2 separate regions of the Muntiacus reevesi genome follow, and region 1 is linked to region 2. A link is a contact called in public Hi-C data. All regions are on one chromosome and are shown on one strand. Each heading gives the region's core, a stretch centred on a gene start, on an enhancer-like site or on the middle of the called end of the contact. The rest is flanking DNA. Distances are from core to core; before and after follow the strand shown.

Region 1 (6,913 bases), core at 265-2,764, 230 kb before region 2:
TTTAAAAGTAGGAAATGACATACCAAAGAATAGCTGAAATGCTAAATTTAGTGCCATTCACTATAAACTTAAACCTATTAAGAGACATAAATACAAGGCTACCAAATAAAAATTAATACTTTGACTGTCTTATCCAAGTATTTTAAACATAAAAAGGAAGCAACTTCATCAGTGCAGATAAAAGTATTCATACAGAAAAAATATATATATATTTATGTAATATTCAAGACAAATCCTGTCTCCTTAAGCCTAATATAGGCAAATTTAAACGACTATATAGACATAAAACCGACAGAGTAAACCATGAACACTTACCAATAACATTATGTTTTGAACTGAACGGATCTACGATTGTTTGATCTCTATAACTTCGAAAACCCTGGATAATAACCTAACAAACAGAAGAGAGATTTTTTTCAGAAAGAAAGAACACACCCTAAAAGAAATAACTTCTAAGCTAATATTTTCCTTTAGCCCTCCTTCCCTTTCTGGTTTCCCATTTAATGCCAAATAGAAAAACTTCCATGTCAGAGAAGAAAAATTTATTTTGGAAAATGATTTAAAAATCTCAAAACTGCCGTATATCAGTAATCATTGCCAGTGTTCTTTAGAAGTTATAATTAGTTGCCTATTAGGGAGCGCTCAAAATCAAATACACTGTATAAGGCTGGCTGGAACACTAACCATCACAGGACCGGATAAAAGTCTATCAAGCATGCAGGGGGGCTCAGCGGTCCTGGGCGCCCCTTTCAGTCACACTCTGGCCAAAACAGAGCCGCCCATCCAGGACAGGGCTGCTCAGAGTCCAACACATCCAGCCGAAAAATTTCTCCTAAGGCGTGTGAATGGGCTCATCTTCGGGGTGGCCTCCAGCGCGGGAAGACCATTTTGACAGAAAGTAAACAACGGAATGAGGAGGCGCTCCACATTCTGCAGGAAGGAGGGACTCTTTCACGTCTCCGGTAACTCGGGGAGAAGCGAGGTCCCTAGCTAAGCTGACATCCCGGCTTGGACCCCACAGGCCGGGGACACCCTCTCTCCACACACACCACGCAAAAAGCTCGCGAGGGGGCTGGCCAGCCCCGCAGGACCAAGCTGCTTCTCGTCCACCCGGGAGGGCCCGGTTCCCTCCAAAAGGCCCGCCTCGCCAGCCCCTCTAGCTCTCTCCGCGAGAGCCCGCCTCCCTCAGGCAAGCGCCCTGTGGAGAGGCTCGGGCTGCAAAGGGGCGCCCCGATTCTCCGCGGGCGCCCCGAGCTGCACCCCTCCCCCACAGTCTCTGTCCAGCCCCGCGCCACCCTGCAAGCAACACCCCCGACAGAAGGAGCGGTCCCCACGAGCGCCTGAGGGGCGGGAGGAACGCACAGGCCTCACCTGCTTTATGTACATGGTTCCGCGCCCCTAGCCGGGGAGAAGCGCTCCCCCTCAAGAAGCAGCAACTCGGCCTCGGGGTTAGGTGAGGCGCCTGAGAGACCCCTCCCCCCAAAGCGCCGCTTGCACCCCTCTAGCCAAACAAAATGGCGGCGCCCAGGGAGGCGGAGTCCCCGCCTTGGACGGAACCACCCTCGCAGCTTCCCTCGGAGCGTGGGGGAATCAGAGTCAGATCTGCTCTGTCTTTTTAGCAGAAGATCCTTCTACGATGTCGTTAGCTGAATTTCATGTGACTCCTCAATTTTTAGGTGAATTTTTCCTGAGAATTAGTCGGAAACTTCATTCGGAAAAGCCTTGGTCGTGAGATTGACCTGTATTCCCTCCGAGCGCGCAGCCAATGGTTGCGGCCACAAGGTGGAGAAAGGTTCGGCGCCAAAGCTGAGAGGGTGTCCAAGCGCCAGTAGCGGTGCGAGTTGATGGCCCCGTGGTCTCGCGCTGTTTGAAAATAGCGAGCAGCGGCGGGCGGCGCGGCTGCCCGAACCTGTAGAGTGCAGGACCGGGGGAGAAACTCGGTGGGCAGAATCCCTGGTCCTCTATTATTCTCTCTTTTGTATAAATTTTGAATGGCTCCCACTGGCTCTGGACTCCCCACTGTCAGGATAGCCCCAAATGGACTTGACGCTAGAAAATTAATTTTAATATTGTCATAGTTATTAATATCCCGGAGCTGTTACTGCTCTGTCAGTTGCTATAAATCTAGGCAGACTGGACGACTGCAACGCAAAGATTTAGTTAAGATTAAAACCCCTCCCCCGCCTTTTTTCCTAAGAGCCTAAAAGCTTGGAGGTGCTAGTGGCAACCCTGGGCGTATCTGATCTGCCTCAATCGCAGGAGAAAAACTCGGATCTCTGGGCCGCTGTAAAATTACCTGCCACTCGGCAGTCACTCAAATTGGTCGGTCCTCGCCACCCGTCCCGCTACGGCGGGCAGTTCTAACGCTGATTGTTTCTACGTTGAACTATTTCAAATGACTAACTTCATCCCTGTCAACACCTCTTGGTGCTGGAAGAAGACTTTATGTACCTTTTAAATAGATGAAAAGGACAAGGACACTTAAGGGAAAACAAATGACTTATTAGAAGGGGGCAAGGGAAAGAGAAAGAGCACTTCAGGGAAAACACGACTTTTAGGAAAGTCAAACCGGCCCTTAGGAGAAGAGATGGAAGTCGCTAGTAGTAATATTTTGAGTATTACTTCAGTGATGAGTCAGACTTCCCCGTGTATTCCCAGGGAGAGGATTTATGGCAAGTGTGTTATTTTAAGCTCTTTTTTTTTTTTTTTTAAGCTCTTTTGAAAGGCAGATAAGAGATTTCAGAAACTCATACTTTCAGCCTTAAATAATGTTTATGCCACAATAGTGGATTCTGGATCCTTTCCAGAGAGTATCCAGAGTATACCTGTCAGGTCCTCCTTCCCAGATATGAGAAGCTTGATATCAATATAGGGGACCAGCATCATAATCTGCTCAGTGATAAGAGAATTAACGACTCCAGACTATATTATGAGGGCTCTCTGTTGGCTCAACAGTAAAGAATACACTTGTAATGCAGGAAACCACCTGTAATGCAGGAGTCCCCGGTTCCCTGGGTGAGGAAGATCCCCTGGAGAAGGAAATGGCTACCCACTCTGTTGCCAAAATCTTGGCTCTTTGTGCACCAATGCCAAACAGAAATATGAGACAGAATTATGGAGGAGAAAGAAAGAATGGCTTTATTACTTGCCAGGCAAAGAAGGAACACGATAGGCTAGTGCCTCAAGAACTGTGACACTCTCCCTACCCCTCAACCCACCCACCCTGAGTATGGAAAGGTTACATAGTCAGACTGGTTTAAAATTGGGAAAGGAGTACTCAAGGCTGTATATTGTCACCCTGCTTATTTAACTTATATACAGAGTACATCATGCAAAATGCTGGACTGGATGAAAGGCAAGTTGGGAGTCAATATTGCCAGGAGAAATATCAATAACCTCAAATATGACATCACCCTTTGGCAGAGAGGGAAGAGGAAATAAAGAGCCTCTTGATGAAGGTGAAGAGGAGAGTGAAAAAGCTGGCTTAAAACTCAACATGCAAAAAAAGAAGATCGTAGCATCTGGTCTCATCACTTCATGACAAATAGATGGGGAAACAATGGAAACAGTGACAGACTTTATTTTCTTGGACTCCAAAACACTGCTTAATTAAAATGAAATTAAAAGACCCTTGCTCCTTGGAAGAAAAGCTATGACAAATTTAGACAGTATATTAAAAAGCAGAGACATTCCTTTGCCTACAAAAGTCCATCTAGTCAAAGCTATGGTTTTTCCAGTAGTCATATGTGGATGTGAGAGGTAGACCATAAAGAAGACTGAGTGATAACGAATTAAACTGTGGTGTTGGAAAAGACTCTTGAGAGTCCCTTGGACTGCAAGGCGATCACACCAGTCAATCCTAAAGGAAATCGGTCCTGAATATTCACTGGAAGGACTGATGCTGAAACTGAAACTCCAATACTTTGGCCACCTGATATGAAGAACTGACTCATTGGAAAAGCCCCTGATGCTGGGAAAGATTGAAGGCAGGAGGAGAAGGGGATGACAGAGGATGAGATGGTAGGATGGTATCACTGACTTGATGGACATGAGTTTGAGCAAGCTTTGGGGGTTGGTGATGGGCAGGGTAGCCTGGCATGCTGCAGTCCATGGGGGTCACAGAGTGCCGTACACAACTGAGCGACTGAACTGAAGCTGAGGGTGTATGTATATTCATGAAGGAGTTGGGTGGTGGTTGCATATTCATTAAGAGGCTTGAGCAGGGGAGAATTCAGCGTAGAACTAGGGTAAGGTAGACAGAGTCAAAGCTTTGGTTGGTTGAAGTCACAAGGGTCAGGAAAAGTCAACATCATCATCCCTTAGGTTCCAGTTGATCTGGTGGTTGAGCGCTTTGCATGTGTGCATGCTAAGTCACTTCAGTCATATTTGACTCATTGCAACCCTGTGGACTGTAGCCTTCCAGGACTCCTCTGTCCATGGAGATTCTTCAGGCACGAATACTGGAGTGAATTGCCATGCCCTCCTCCAGGGGATCTTCCCAACCCAGGGATCGAACCCATGTCTCTTATGTCTCCTGCATTGGCAAGTGGATTCTTTATGAATAGCGCCAGCTGGGAAGCCCTGAGCCCTGCAAGGAGGATTTACATTTTGCAAAACAGTTTAAGAAATTTCTTCAGGCTAGTCTTTACTGTGGAAACAGAACTGAGGGTTTACAACTGATTTATTGTCTTTGCTATTGTTACTTCTCTTGCATGTTAACAGTTTGTTCTTTCGTTCCCTTAAGATCATTATTACTAAGACCTGTTCAAGGGCAAGCATTGTGGTCAGGCTTAGGTCACAAAATGGTTTAGGACTAAAATGGCTTGTCTGATGTCCAAAAGCTATATCCAGTTCTTTCCCTCCAGGGACCCCCTACCCTAGTTGCTTACAGCATTTGTCGATTGTTAATAACATCTATTGTGATTGTGCATGCATGGACCAGGAAAATGACCACAGCGGTGAGTTTTTTTGGATCCATTGCAACCCATATGAAACAAACAAGGACCAGAACTTCATTTTTCAACTGGCCTCTGCACACCTCCAGTCTGTCAGGACCCAGAAACATGTTTGAGCTCCCCTGGCATCAGTGTCAGTACAGATCTTGTCTTGTTGAATAGTGTTGTTGAATATAGTGCTGTTGAACCCAAGTTCGTGTGCCTTGATGCACAGTGAGGCCAAACTGAAATGCTTTAGTTTGAAGCAGAGAAAGGTTTATTGCGAGGAGAATGGGGCAGCTTGTGCTCAAAAAGCGCAAACTACCCAATGGTTTTCTGGGAAGAGTTTTTATAGGCAAATTTTGGAGGAAGGGCTACAGAGGTGTGTGACCTTCTGGTACAATAACAGGGTGGTATTCCAGGAATTTCAATGATCAACCCTCTTGTTCCAGCCAGTCTGGGGTCCACATGCGTGTGCTCAGCCTTCAGTTAGCGTTCTTGATCTGGTTGGGGGACTTAGTGCCTGTAGAAGAACTCAAGAGATGTCTGTCAGATTGTAGTGTGTGGACCTTGAGAAAGAACCAGGACCCCTCCCCGTCACTGCTCTATTGTCTCTTGCCTCCTTTTAATTTCTTTCTACATTCCCTCCCTCCCCTAGTTAGTAACTTTGAATATGCCCTTTGGAATTCAGGGAAAGTCTAGGAGGCTGAAGCCTTTTTGCTACAAACAAGAAATGGTCGACACAGAAAGGCTTTTGGTATGTGGCAGGGCCCCCAGGGTCCTGCCTGGGTTCAGTAATACTCAAAAATCTGACTGCTTCCTTTCTCCCATGGGTCAGTTACTCTGATAAGTTTCAGGGTCAGATTGGAGGAATAAATATACTGAATATACTTGCAGGAGGAATATGCCTTGCTCAGGACCCAGCCTTCTATTCAACTTATGGGCTGTGGTGTGGGATCTGGCTAAAGTCTAGAAATTGGATGAGGGGTTGTGATTTTTCTGCTGTGTGACTGACATCAGCCTCCACTCACCCAAGCCTAATCTAATGTGGTGTGTAAATGAACCTCTACCACAACTGGCTGCCTGTTTCACTCTTAGGAACAACATGGTCTTAGCTGTAGCCATAGACTCCTTAAATGTAAGGGCTAAAAATAGAAAATCTTAGATGATAATATAGGAGTAAATCTTTGTGACTATAGATTCGGCAATGGTTTCTTAAACATGACACTAAAAGCACAAGTGATGAAAGAAACATAATTTATACTCTATCAAAACTTTTGTGCAGGGATTTCGCTGATGGTCCAGTGGTTAAGAATCTATCTGCCAGTGCAGGGGACAGCAGTTCAATCCCTGGTCTGGGAAGATCCCACATGTCGTGGAGCAATTAAGCCCGTATGCCACAACTACTGAGCCTGTATTCTAGAGCCTGCAAGCCATAGCTATTGAAACCTGAGCACTCTAGGGCCCGCGCTTCTCAACAAAAGAAGCCACCACAATGAGAAGCCCTGTAGTGCAAGGAAGAGTAGCAACTTCCCCCAATCCCCGCCACCACCGCCCTCTGCAACTGGAGAGAAAAGCGAAAAGCTGTGCACAGCAACAAAGACTCAGCACAGCTGAGTTTTTTTTTATTTATAAATAAATAAATAAATAAATAAAATTTTAAAACTTTTATGCATCTAAAGAAATAAAACAAGAAGGAAATATTTGTGAATTTTATTGATATATTTGAAAAGGGACTTGTTTCTGAAATATATAAGAACTCTTACAATAACAATAACAATAAAAAGACAACTTGGTTTAAAAATGGGTAAAAGATTTGAATACAAGTTTTCCCAAGTGGTCAGTAAACTTATAAAAAGATGCTCACCATCATTAGCTACAGTCAGCTACCACTTCATGTGCACTAGGATAGCTAAAATAAAAAAGGCAGACAATGATAGGTGTTAACTTGGATATGGAGAAATTGGAACTGTCTTACT
Region 2 (6,532 bases), core at 1,271-3,770:
TATTCATCAGCAAGGCTGTTTATCCATCAAACTTAAATGGATACCACCTAAGAGTCATCCCAGGATATGTTCTGAATGCACTGTAACCCCCCCCCCCCCGCCCCAAATACTCAATAGGCAGAAAAAGCCAATAGCTTGCCCTGCAACAAATCCCCATGTCAACATTCAAAACACTTATGATTAAAAAGGGCAAAGGGTATTGTTATCATTACTATGTGCACATCTCTCATCACATTAGGCATCTGTACAGAGAGCAAAAATGTAGGAAAATCTGGGGCTACTTTAGTGAAGAGATATGATAAAAGCTAAGCTAAAGAATGCAATGTCCCATTTAACCAACATGTATTAATGTATGAATTTACTGCATAGTTTTACGCTCTGGAAAGAGTTGGTGCATTTTCAAAGGCATGGCTATGCTTTAATTTTCTTTAGGAGTGAAAGGAAATAGCTGTGGCATCTTTAAATTTTATTTACTTACTGAGTTCATTAAAATAAATACCAGGTTTAAAGAACTAGAGGTTTTAGATACTGTTCTTTTTGAAGAATAAACATGATTCAATTTTGAGTCAGAATGTTTTAAGAAAAATCCAACACTGAAAGAGGATTCTGACACTTCAAAGGAGGTGGTAAGTCAGGACACCTATTTGAAGTAGCAGACTTAGTCAAAGCTTATACTTGCTTCAGTTTTGTCTTTAAAAACACACCAAATCACAGTGAAAAATCAATGAATATATGTAGAGTTTATAATGCTGCCTGGCACACACAACTGTTATCTCTTTGTGGGAACTAATAACATTCAGTATAACTCTCCTTTTCAAATATACTCAATGTTGCACAGAAGGAGAGATTAAAAGCAATGCTAAAAACAAAAAGTTATCAAAACACTTCACTGGAGCTTATACATATTGTCCTATTCTCTGATCTAGGGGGTTCATGAAGAGTTCCTATGTGACAAACTTACACAGCTGTAAAGTTTATTTTCAAGGAAGATCCTCCTGCCGTTAGCTCTTAAAATATACGATTAAAATAAGAGCAACTGTCAAAAACTACATCGTGTTTTTAACATATTTCTAATAAAGTACATCCCCTCTGGTTTGTCTTCATTCTTAATTCTAGCTACACGTGGCTGCCCCCTGCAGCATTTTCAATTCTTACAAGTTGACTGCCACAAACCTAACCTGGTTTCATCTCTACAGGTTCTCTGACTCAATGAGGGATGTGTGTGTTTGTACAAAAACAAAACAGGGAACTTTCTTTCCTGACATTCATAGAGCCTCTTCGTGTCTCAGGTCTTTTCAGTTAGGTTTTTTTTTTTTTTTTTTTTGGAAAAAATTACACACGTATGGGGGAAAGATTAAAAGTAGGAAGAATAATCAGTGAAAACATTTGGGTTCCATTCCAAATCTCTAGATAGATTTGTGTACCCGTCCATAAATAGTATATATTATTACACTTAATACACATCTCTTTTTAAACATTAAGTGCTTACACAATCTACTTATATTTAAGATTGTTAACTTGAAGACTGTTCCCTTGCGGGTGGCATTAACCTATATAACTTAATTAAAACCAGTAAGTGCTTACAAAATAAGTTTTGTTTTTTTTGTGTGTGTTTTTTTAATGGTACAAAAGGCCTTTGTTTACAACGGTAAACGGAAAAGGGGAGGATACACAGCTCCTGCTCCTGGGGCGGTCCACAGCCTGGGTAACCACCCTCGAAAAGTCAAAATAGGTTTTAAATAATCTAATCTACTGTCCAGCAGGTTCTGCCACAATCTAATCTGCTTTCTGTTGCCATTAAGAATTTTACTATTTTATTAAAATGAAGTAGAGTGCTTCTCACACTTGAGCGGACATTCATATCCCCTAGAAGGCTTACTGAAACAGGCTGCTAAGCCCATCTTCAACGTTTCTGATTCAAAGGTCTGAGGTGGGTACTGAAAGTATGTATTTATAGTGCATTATTTTTGCAATAAATTATAAATTACTGTAAAAAATAAATACCAGGCAAAGCTGATGGTGCTGGGACCAAACTCTGAGAACCAACCTCTAGGATGAATACTGCATTAGACCCAGTTCTTTCCGCCACCCAGCACCCTGGGAACCTCAGGATCCGCCGGAATGCGCCCACACATAAAATAACCAAACAGATTCCCCATTCCGAGCCGGAACTAAGATAAAACGAACCTACATCCGGCGCCTGGCGCATCCCAATACGTCATTTCCTACCTATGAGACCCGCCCCGCCTCCCCCCGCCGCCGCCTCCCTCTCCGTCTCCCCACCCCCCCGCCCCCACCCCGCCTCCCCCCGCCGCCGCCTCCCTCTCCGTCTCCCCACCCCCCCGCCCCCACCCCGCCTCACCCCTCCGCCGCCTCCCCCGGTTCCCCGCGCGGTCCACTTCACCTCCCTGACGTGATTAAGGACCGGCGGCCTAGAGGGCGCTAGGAATCACGTGACTCGAGAGAGATCTCGCGAGGATTTTTTTTAACCTCTCGCGAGACTTCACCCGCCTCTTCTATACCTCCTTCAGTCCCCGGCTTTAGTCTTCTCCAGTTCACTCCCGGTTGAGATCCGAGTTTCTACCCCGGGTTAACTAGTTGTCGACGCGGACTTTTTTGTTGCTGCTGCTGTTGCTGGCACCGCTGGGCTCATTTGCCCCTTACCCCTTCCCGTCGCCACTCTCCCAACCCCACACAAGGTAACGCGATGAGGGAGAGACAGTGAGGCCTCGCTGGGCCTCGACCTCTCTCTCACGAGTTGAACCGGAGGCCAGAGGCTGAGGCTGCGATGGAGACGCCCGGGCGCCGGCCTCCTCTTCCACGCAGAGTTGAGCCCTGAGCGTCCCTGAACGGAGTTGGGCTAGCCGCGGAAACCCGACGGGTGGGGTTGGGTTGCGGGAGGCATCTTAAGGACGCCTTCGGCCCTTCTTTGCGGAGCCTGTTTGCGGGTGGGGCTCCGGCTCCTGGGTCCTCGGCTCCGTTCTTGTTTTTGGTTTCCTTGGAAGCTGTTGGAATTTCGAGGTCTGAAATGGTCGAGCTAGTTGTGGCGGGCTTTGAGGTGTAGGGTGATTGAAGGGGAGCAGCCTGGCTTGCACAAACCCTTTTGAAGTCCTTCCAGGCTCCGGGCTGTGGTTGGCCGGATTTGTAACACAGACGGGTCTCGGAAACCCTGTACGTTTGCTAATAATGCGAGGAAGAATTCTCTCTGGTCTTATTTTCAAAAGTAGAGCTGGATTTGGTGAAAGGCACGTACTTTAGATTGCGTAAACTGGAGAGTATCTGTGATGTTTCTTTTACTGCGGAAAAATGCATTGGCAGTATTTAAGTGACTGGGTGAAAGGTTTTTGCACTGTGAAGAAGTTTCTAAACACTCGTATTATAGCTTTTGTGGAGAAAGTTATTTGTGTAGTTAATCCAAAGCCATTTATATTTGGCTTTCGAAGTACTTTGTAGCCCTTAAAAATCGGAAGCCTCAACTCAACAGTTTAGTGCCTATTTTATTTTTTCAATTCTGTCAACTGTTTAGTTCCTTCTGTTTTATTTTTTGGTGATGATATAACAGTCCTTTGCCTTGAGCCTAACACAATGTCTCTTCCCTGTTAATAGTTTAAAGAAAATTAGAAATTATTCTCCTTTTTTACCTTATCTCGTTTTCTGTTGCTATATGGAATATATCTTACATGTTTATAATCTTCAGAATACTTGAAGTTTGTGGTTTGGTGCACAGCTTTTCTCTGAACTGCAAGTAAAGGTATTAGTAATAAATTATGCTGCAGTGAATTATAATAAGGAGTTGGGAAAAAATTGGTAAGGGTTAATTCAGGCCGACCAAAAAAAAATTTTTTTTTGTTTTGGTTTTTTAGTTCTGTTTTAATGACTTTACTCTATTTTCACCAGATGTCAGAGGATCTAGCAAAGCAGCTGGCAAGCTACAAAGCTCAACTCCAGCAAGTTGAGGCTGCGCTGTCTGGAAATGGAGAAAATGAAGATTTACTAAAATTAAAGAAAGATTTACAAGTAAGTATGGGGCGGTACTTAATAATTTCATTGCTTGAAAGGAGTATTTCTGTGGCTTATAAGTGGCTTATCGCCTAGAATCTGTGGGTACCCAAAATACCTTTGGAGGGAGTGTTTCTCCCCTTCACACCCCTTGTGTGTACATGTGTGCACGCACAGAGGCATACATGGCTTCTAGGAGAAGGATTGCTTCCTTCGTTTGTGTACCTCAAAACAGTTGAAACATAGTTCTTTGTTGTGTCACCGTTATATGCTCTTACAATTCTTAAAAGTAAGAGTTAATTTTATAAGTCACTATCACTCTAGAGAAAGAGATAACATATAACTTGATAGTGGATAACATTTGTTTTTCAAGACGTGGAAAATGAATTTTACTTCAAAGGATAACTAAAATTAAAGGAGGAAAATATAACCTAATCAGGTTGTATCAAATTCTTTTCAATGCCGCAAGATTTCTTTGAAAATGAAATAGAGCACCCATGCCAGAGATCCTGTGTGTGTGTAAGTGTAACAAAGCTAGCTCTAGTCCCTGTGTTGAAAACTCAGTATAAAAATCCCTAAAGAGATGTTTGTTTTCTGCATAAATGTTACATAATGTTTGAACTTAAGGCTAAGTCTTATATGTAATTGTTGACACTTGTTAGCAACTTGAAATTAAACCGAACCTATGTAAAAAGGCGATCTTAATTTAATGTGTTCTTTTTGTCCTGGAAGAGCAGTAAGTATGAAACCAGCTTTTTAAAACTTGCTCTGGGGTTTCAAGACAAACATAAAGCCATAGAAGTAAATATCTGTTGTTTCTTACAACACTAGGTTGATTAATAAAAACACCATATATAATATTTGTAAATATCTATGGCTTTTCATCTAATTCTGAATCTGATTTTTTGGAGAGTTTTAAAAGATGTTTTGATTAGATGACTTATCTTCACTGATTCAAAACAACTCAGATCATCTTCATGCTGCATATCATTTCTCTCCATTTAATATCATCCTCTTGCCAATTAAAACTATCAATATTTTAGGGATTGTAGAACTGCAAACAAAACAAAACTTATTTGAAATGGGGAAGAGACTCACAATTCTAAAAGAGCTTACCTGGACATAATTTAAATGAGTTGAATATTTTCAGGTTCAATTTCTGGATTTAGGATAGACGTGCATGAGACATGCATGAAGTTGCAATTGTATGTTATTTAAAAAAAAAAACAAAAAACACAGAAACCAAGGCCTCTCATCAGTACGTAGTAGTCAGGCCAGTGAATTTCAGGGAGCCAGTCAGTAAGAAAAAGATGTTTTGGGAGCAGTTTCTCTCATCTCAGGCCAACTTTCTGCTTGCCTTAGAGAGCCTGACCTACCCCCATCTCTCTCTCTCTTGTATTAAAAAGCAACTTAAAAGCAGTCCTTTTTTCTTTGAAGAAAATGAAACATTGTGTCAATGTTGTATACATTGCTTCTTGTATTTAATTGGCAGTAAGAGGGAGGGGTATATGTGGAACTGGTGAAGGGGGGAGTTGGGAGTGAAGACAGCATTATTATGAGTCTTGGTATTTTAGTATTTCTGAAATACATTTCAGAGTCTGGGCAGAATTGTGTTAGGCCATGATCTATAGTGGAAATACTGTAGGAAGGGAGACCATTGTTGTAGGCATTGTAGTAACCAGGTAAATGGCTTACTTAGAGTTCAGTTAATAATGACCTGGAGGTAGTTCTGTAAACTATTCTTTTTTAAATAAACATTTTGAAAAACATTGTCCAATATGGAAATGTTCTATATCTGCTGTACAATATTATAGCTGCTAGGTACATGGGCTATCAAATACTTGGAATAAGACTAGGATAGCTGAAAAACTGAATTTTTAATTTTATTTAAGTAACCATATGCGGCTACCATATCAGATGGCACAGATTTAGAAGCGTATGTTCTCTAACACTTCAGTTAGCAATAACAGAGAGTGTTTTTCCCAACCAACCTTGACCTCAAAATTTTTCCTCTCGTGGAAAAAAGCAACGATTTTGGTTACTAGATATAGGTTTGGTTTTGAACTGAAAACTACTCAAAGATGGAACACATTATTTAATATTAGGTAAAATTCTGAAGAATATTTTGCTCTCTGCTTCTGTCTAGTAATTGTTATCTCCATTGACTATAGCTACAGCTTCTATTTTGTCATAGGTTTTTGTTTTTTAAAAAATCCTTTTCCTTCCTTGCATTCTGAGATATGCCTTGTGCCATTGGTATTTAACTCTACCTTTTGTATTTGCTGAAAAGTCTTCTCAGAGTGATGACTGAGTTTGTAGTCTCCTTTATTTTTTTGTGTTCCTTTTATGGAATATCCTTACTCTGGTTAAGAATTCGCACTTTCATTTATGCAGAATCCTTTTTCTGCATTTTTTTCTAATGACTTTCATTTTGCCAGTAAGGCTTCTATGTTTATCTCTTAACACACTGTTTTTCATATAAAGTTACTCAATAGGCAGCAAATCAATCTTCTGAAATCCTAATTTGTTTTCT

Evidence for each region. Hi-C and Micro-C count contacts between places; a contact is called where the count stands out from the background.
Region 1: a contact with region 2 is called in a Hi-C map of muscle, with 6 times the contacts expected there. The contact joins the promoter of SMC3 here to the promoter of SMNDC1 in region 2. A contact is called at or near these places in 2 of 3 Hi-C or Micro-C datasets (blood and muscle).

The regions. Positions count from the first base shown.
Region 1 is chr2:152,970,454-152,977,366 of mMunRee1.1, reverse strand. SMC3 (structural maintenance of chromosomes 3) reads right to left here and starts at 1,514. Exons shown (of 29, transcript XM_065923304.1): 1 at 1,372-1,514; 2 at 316-391. The coding sequence starts at 1,386.
Region 2 is chr2:152,746,289-152,752,820 of mMunRee1.1, reverse strand. SMNDC1 (survival motor neuron domain containing 1) reads left to right here and starts at 2,520. Exons shown (of 6, transcript XM_065923302.1): 1 at 2,520-2,699; 2 at 3,898-4,017. The coding sequence starts at 3,898. It overlaps LOC136158317 (a long non-coding RNA gene), which reads right to left and starts at 2,169. Exons shown (of 2, transcript XR_010661326.1): 1 at 2,005-2,169.